2 separate regions of the Gossypium hirsutum genome follow, and region 1 is linked to region 2. The links are chromatin contacts, called in public Hi-C maps. All regions are on one chromosome and are shown on one strand. The core of a region is the stretch at or near the end of the contact, and the rest is flanking DNA. Distances in the headings are between cores, read along the strand shown. Region 1 has its middle 21 kb from the start of LOC107892429. Region 2 holds the start of LOC107892245.

Region 1 (3,789 bases), core at 1,274-3,773, 340 kb before region 2:
ATGCAAACTTTAAAGAAACTCATTGGCTACTTAATCAAGGAATGATATTATTGTATGCACTGACATTTTGACATGTGAGCATTTGAATTTCAGCTGAACAAGTTACCTAGTACATGGAAAGTAAAGGAGTTTGAGAACAAGAAAGCTTGAAATCCCAGGTGCTTTTGTTTTTCATCATACATGACATAAGATTCAAGGCATGAAATCCTATACTTTTGCATGATAACAAACTGAACGCAAGGCTCATGACCCCAAAAACAAAAGCATCTTTGAAAGATAAATTATATCAGTGTCTTGAAACAAAAATATGTATGTGGATAATCATAAAACCTTAACTTTTCAAAATTCATAGTATTCTTTAGCATATACTCCAAGACCCCATCTCTCAAATCTTTTTTTGTCTTATTCATCTCCTTTTGTTCAATTTTGGCACCTTTTCAATTGAACACAACTACCCTTCGGCTCATTTTACTATAGATGGATGTCTTCACGCCACAAATATGAATATATATATATTCCTTGTCATTTTTCTTGAACTCTGCCGTGCTAGGTTTGATTGCCAAAAAGTCTTTAAGGAATAACTAATAGCCACAAATCTATTCTTATTTTATTATAATCTTCTCTCATGTCTACCTTAATAATCGGACAAAAATACATATATAGTTTTAAACAAGCCTCTCGTAAAAAATTAATGCAGTCATTTCCCTAGTCCACAAAATACGCTATATTTAGCTCCTTATGACATTTAATTTTCAGCTCGTCTTCATAGGGGAAGCAAACTTCACTATGTCTAACTCATTAAGAAATGGGATTAGGTCCCAATGAAGGAAATTACCATTGACTTTTCTCCCACGTGATGATAATTAGCCACTTACTTCGTCAAGTTTTGCATGTAAAAGTTGTTTTATGGAAGTTGAAAAAAAAAACGCATGTGCTTAGGTAATATACTCGTATACTTGACCGCCATTGTCAGGAATGAAGGAGTCATAGCAATGACCATACTTTGTTTTGGCTATGGAGATTTGAAGATTTTGAATGAGGGGAATTCTTGTTTGGTACAATAAGTTTTATAACTAAATCAATAACTCACCAACCAATAATGCACGTAGCCTCACACCCATGCACGAAGATTTATTCCATGACTTTACCTTTGATTTACTATTCAATTTTATTATTAACTCAAAAGATCGAAAATTACATTATGAACTACATCAGCAATAAAGGAAAATATATACTCTAGAAAAAAATACAACTAGTAAAAAAGCAGATAACAAAAAATACATCTGATTGTTAATTTTTTTAATTAATAAGTCAAGTTATAAAATTATGAAGTGTACTCATATTTTTATATTAAAAAAATTATTTAATACGTTACAAGTGAAATTTTTAAACTTGGAAAAAATAACTTTAAAAGTTAAAACATAAAAAAAATATTTAAAATCAGTTGATAATGTGAAAATATTTCATTTTAATTTATTTTCTCTAAATTTCTGTGAAAGAAATATAAAACTATGTGTATGTCATTGATGTCATTTTCACATTCACATTTATATCAAGTTTTCACACCATATAAGAAAAAAGGATTGGATAACATAGGAAGGAAATGGAAGTAGCTATACGGGTGATTAGACGTGTGCGCCACACGCATTCATCACTATTTAAGTTTGATTAAGTCGATGCTTCAATCAGTAGTTAACCTGGATTAGGATCATGATGACATTAGCAATAGCATTAAAAAGCCAAATAAACAACCATTAGTGGACTTTGGGGGCGCAAATCTTCTTTCCTAATTGCATCCTACAAATGAAGCATTGGGAATATAATAATTAAAAATGATCTTTTGGAAAGTCCAGACCAGACATCATAATTAAGTTTCTAATTAAGCTTAAAAAGAAAATGCTTATAATGAAAAGGGTTCTAAATGAAATTTTATTTATTTATGGAATTTGTTTTAGAAAAATAAAGTGATAAAACAAAATTAGCAAAATGGAATGCAAGGCATTTAGTTTAGGGTAGAAAGTGTTAAATGGTTGAATGGGGGGTATTTTAAGTAATTAATTAATATAAAGGAAAAGTATAAGGTAGCATGCGGGATGTGGATAAACATGGAGCATCTACTGAAATTATTCTTACTTTTCACTTCCAGTCAGTTTAAACGTATTAAACACTCAATTCCTCGGTCCAAGTATCATTGAATCTAGTTCTTCCAAAAGTTGTGATTATGAAATGCTCTTTTGTTTTTTTCATATGAAATAAATAGGTTATTTTAAGATTTGGGATTTAAATTTGGAATTTTATTCATCTATAATCTCAACTAAATAAATGTTGAGGAAAATAAAAGAAAAGGGTGATGGGGCTTGACATATGGCAAGTAGCTAATTAACAGAATAACAATCAATCTAACACTGTAACCCACTAAAAGACTCATTTTTGACCAATCTTATCATCTCGTAACTATCCTTTCATTTCCATCTCCTTTTGCCTTATCCCCAAACTCCCTTTTTTTTTTGTGAGTGTGGGGTTTTGTTTTTCACCTTACCTTTAGTATCCATTGGAAGGGGATGAGGTCCCCATTGGCCCCCATCCCTCCATTCCTCACCAGCCACCATCTAACTCCTAAAAAAACAAATACCTCCCCTTAAATATTGAAAAATTAAATAACAAGTTAAAGATATACACACATTTACGGCAGTCTGACTAGGACTGCCATAACAATAACAATCTTTTTGTCCTTTTGCATCCCAATATTTATTCTTATTATTACATATCTAATATCAATTGTAATTAAACTTTGGTTTATATCATCAAGTTTACATGACACAACTTCAAAATCCTATCATATCTCTCCTCCTCTCTTTATATTAAAAAGATGAAAAAACTTTTAAAAAAAAGGAAAAAAAAAACAAAACAACCTTAATAACATTGCAATCTGTTCATCTCTCGAGTTATTTGCGTAGTTGAGAATTATGTTTTTTGTTATATTAGCCCAAGGAAATAAAGCTTCAAGCCAAAGTAAGCAACTATCTAAGATATCTAAGCTTTAGGAACATCCTGTTAGCATGCAACATTTAAATAACAAGCAGCTATTAATCCAACAACAGTTTTGATATGTCAAGGGACAAGATCAAGAAAAGGGTTGAAGGCACGGTCTCATTAAACCAAGGACACTTGCTCCTGTCAATCACATGTAAAGGGTAATTTCATAATCATGTAGGTGATAATCTTATGGCAGCTGGAGGCCCATATATAAAGACTTAGGTATATTTCCTTCATCATTCTCTCCTCACTACTCCTATCATTATTTGACAAAAATCTACCATAACCTTCATCACATCCATTATGATGGTTGGTGACGAAGATAGGATTTGTTTCTTCTACATAATGAGAGTGATGTCTTAGGCCCATTGGTAAAATTATAATAGAAATGTGTTTTCATGCTCAAATGATTCGATATGAGATACTAGACTCATTTGTATATCTTAGCCTATTCGAGATTAATGAAATAAAAGAGTAAAGTATACAAGTGTAACCGTTCCAAGGCGTGTTCTATCTAAATATCATGTTGAAAGAGATAGACTGCATGATAACATTCTCACAAAAAAGTTATGTTAGACCACAACTTCTTACAACTTTGGTAGCCGTGATGCATTATTAAATATTACTCATTATTTGTAATATTAAAAGTGTTTTAATATTACTATCAACGTTATAAGATTTTATAGAAATATTTAATACTTAAATTTGGGCACAATACATGCATGATGCATATATTAGAAGGGTTTTAGTGAT
Region 2 (3,702 bases), core at 476-2,975:
CATTAAGATATATATGCATCTTACATTAAACCTTAAAAATATTTGTAAGTCATTGTAATGATATTTCCTCCACCCATTCAATTAAATTACCTTGGGGTAATCTAAAACCAACTAGTAAGATCATGTATTTCCATCCAATTAATACGAAAACCTAATCCCTTATGTATTCACACGTATTAATAAATGCTTCATGTTTGGCCATTATTTTAACTTATGCAAAGTTTCGTGAGAAGTTACTTAACTAGAATGATCTTGAGTGTATAACTATAAACTCAACATCTATCATAACATGTACTATGAATGAATTGTCGGGGGACAATCTCAACAAATAACATGTATGACTAGTTGTCCTGTTAAATGAAATCTCCTAAGTGAAATCCACATGATAATACCTACCTCAAGGTCGGCAAATTATCATGTCATCACAAGAGACCATTGATGGAAACCATAGATCTTATTTAGGGACCTTCTCCCACTCAATCTTTTAAAAAATATGCAAGATTTTTATTTCTAGTTTCAATCATAAATGTTTAATATGTCATAAGAAGTACATGCAACATTTTTTCCTTAAGCTATATGACATGCTTATAGTAATATGCATGAACATTCTTTACATAAAAGTAGAAAACAAATTGACTCTGACCAGCCAAAAGTTTTCATGATTTCATCCTTAAAAAATAGATAAAAAGATTTACTATTATCATCCCAAAGAATTTTTTGGAAAATTTTAATTTTGAAGTTTTTTAATGTATTTTTAATATTTTTATTTTATTTTTAAAATTTTTATGTATTTTTAAAATTAGGATCAAATTGGCATAATGTGTGAACATTAATTTTTTTTTAGAATTAGGACTAAATTGATAGAATGTGTAAAATGTTAAGAGGTTAAATTTATAATTATACCCGGCCATGTCAATATTTCGTCTAGTGACCAAAGACATTTTAACAATGGAGTGACTAAAAATTATAATTGATCTAATGAGAGTTGTTAAATTAACAATAAATATTCAATGAACAAAATAAAAACTTATTAAAACTCGGGCGATTATCTTAGTAGCTTACCTAAAAGCCAAAAGCAAAGTCATGAGAAGAAATCAACACATTAAAACCACACTGTACTTTTCCCTTGAAAAACAATTTTTGTATGACTACTATAGAGATATCAATGAGCGGGGCCAAGTAGAGTCCCGGTTCCAAAAATTTTTCAAATCTAAGTTTATTTTTGGTTTGGTTTGGTTCCCTCAAAAAATTTATTTTACTAAAATATTAAAAAATAATCTATTTTACTAAAATATTAAAAAATAATTTATGTTATATATTTTAATTAAATTGAATTGATCCACCCAAAATATAAAAATATTTATTTAAACCCAACCCAAATTGAACTGGGGTTATCGAGTTGGGCGGGCTACCATGGAAAGCTCTAGACAATTGGTGGGTGTAAAACAAAGAATCCATTTAGGTAGAAAATATATTGTTTTTTTCCAATAGGAAAAGAAAAAGAAAGATGATTACATGCTTGGGGCAGTGCCGAAAAGTGGGATTTTAGTGGATGACTACTAAGTTAAGGTTGTGATGGGAAATGTTCAGAAATGATATGGGGTTAAATGTGCTGAATGATTATGCTATGGGCTCCTCTACTTTCCAAGCCCATCTTTCTCACATAGCATACCCTATAAGTGAGCCCCTATTTCATGGAATCTAATTTTAATTTCATTCTTCCTTATAAATCAAACCAGCAAAACAATTTACATGTTCATATTTTTATTTTATTTTTTTAATTATTTTTCATAAAAATAAAGAAGAAGAATAAGATAAAAAAGAAAATATGTTTTTTTTTCATTTTAATCTTTTTTAATTAAACTTCCTAATTTTAGAATTTATGGCAAAGCTATGACTTTGGAACAGGAACAGGAGACTTTTGTCTGGTGTGACATCATTGTAAGGTACAATGATTCACTCTCTTTTTTTTCTTACATCTCCTAAAAGTAGTAATTCAAAAATAAACCCCAAAAATAAATGTTACTGCAAATCCTTACAAATTTTCATTTTCGACACGATCGTAATCTAAACGTTGTTGTAGTAACAATAATGTGATGCCCCCATCGCTTTCACTTCTCATTAGCCTCCCTCTCTTTACCTTTTTCTTCATTCACTTTCTCTTTGTCTCATTTCCTTTTTCCCCATTTTATTCTACACAATACTGCTCAAAACAGCTTAGGGTTTCTTTTGTTTTTCCTTGACATAAAATCCCCAGATTTCTTCATAATCCAGTTCAGATTGGGCTCTTTCTCAAGGTACCCTCTTTTTCTCTCTTCATTTTGATTCATGGGTTTTCCTTTTTCTTTTCTTTTTTAATTTTCAAAAATTTCTTTTTGGATTATGGTTTCTGTTATTAGCTGATTTAGAGATAAGATGATGAACTTTCCTAATTTTTTTTAGTTTGGGTATTTCTCCCTTTTTGATATTTTAGAGTAATTTTCTTTTCTGGGTAATTGCTATTTTTGATGGGAAGTTCGATCTTTTATTTTTTTCAGTTTTGCACGTATCATTTTTTTGGGGACCATTGACGTATTTGAAGTGGGAGGGACAAGATTATCATTTCCTTCTATGATGTTTTAGGAGTTTGAAGTTGAGAATTTTTTTTTTTTGACCAATGATTGATTATGCAGTTAGATTTGCATACTGTTGGGAACATAATCTTAGGTTTGAAAGTGTTGCACATAATTATACTACTTCATGTTTATTTGCAATCTTTACACTTTTGAGATACTTCTTCAGAAATTCTTTCTGGTTTTGTTGCCAACAATGACACTTGTCTGCATTGCTCTGTGATTTTCAATCTCTATTATTGCCTTTTGGAAATAATCTTGATTTCACCTGTTTATAACTATGGAAAAGTGCAACTTGTTTGTTCTAGGATTCTTCAAACAAAAACGCATCTAAAAAGAGAAAGGGTATAAGAGAGTCTAACAATGTGCAAAAGATGTGAAAAAAAAACTTGGCAAATTGTGGCTCCATTTATATAAAGGCCAAAAATAAAAAAATTGTGAAGCTTGTATAATCAACAACATTTTCTTTGTACTTGTCTCAGTGATTCACATTGCATTCTTTCTGTTGTACTACTTACGTATTGTCTTTCCTATTGAATGTGAATGTTTAGATATATTATTTGGTGAACTTATGAGAGATGGTCACTTTTAAAAAATGCCTTATTAATATTATATTCTTTGCCTAGTTATCCTAAAATTCATTTTGTTGGTTATTATATTATTGTTTATTTTTCCTTCTTTTTTTTGTTATTTCTCTATTCTTATTTTGTGATCTATAGCAATTCGGTTGTTTTTTTCTTCATCTGAATAAGACCATAATATTATGGTGAGTCACTAATTACATTGCTCAAATGGATTATTTCAGCCAGGAAAAGCCGAGTTTTAAGGAATCCTAGTTCAAGAGGCTTATTGGAGTTGAAAGTTGCTTAAGTGCATTCTTGTTTACCATTATTATTCCTCAAAAGATGGGAATGTGATATGCCTTATGCTTTGGTTCAAGTCTAGGGTGGATAACTGTGGGCTTCAATAATTTCTTTGGTTTAATTTTGTTGAGATTTGACCATGCCTGGTTCCTGATAAGCGTGTGGAGTTTCATACTTTGATGAAAATCTTAAACTAGATTACTGAACAACCTTAGTGTGCCAACAGA

The links. A called contact is a pair of places that touch in the nucleus more often than the background predicts.
Region 1: a Hi-C map of leaf shows a contact between it and region 2, with 2.9 times the contacts expected there. The contact joins the enhancer-like site here to the promoter of LOC107892245 in region 2. A contact is called at or near these places in 2 of 34 Hi-C or Micro-C datasets (both in leaf).

What each region holds. Positions count from the first base shown.
Region 1 is chrA11:101,222,320-101,226,108 of Gossypium_hirsutum_v2.1, reverse strand. It overlaps the pseudogene LOC107957712. Among protein-coding and RNA genes, the nearest start is that of LOC107892429, 21 kb to the left of the region's middle. Within about 2 kb of position 2,523, at least 3 of the 9 cell types and tissues checked have an H3K27ac peak or open chromatin away from gene starts, as enhancers often do. A contact at or near this core is called in leaf, where this site is marked.
Region 2 is chrA11:100,880,684-100,884,385 of Gossypium_hirsutum_v2.1, reverse strand. LOC107892245 reads left to right here and starts at 1,725. Exons shown (of 4, transcript XM_016817271.2): 1 at 1,725-2,297; 2 at 3,418-3,702.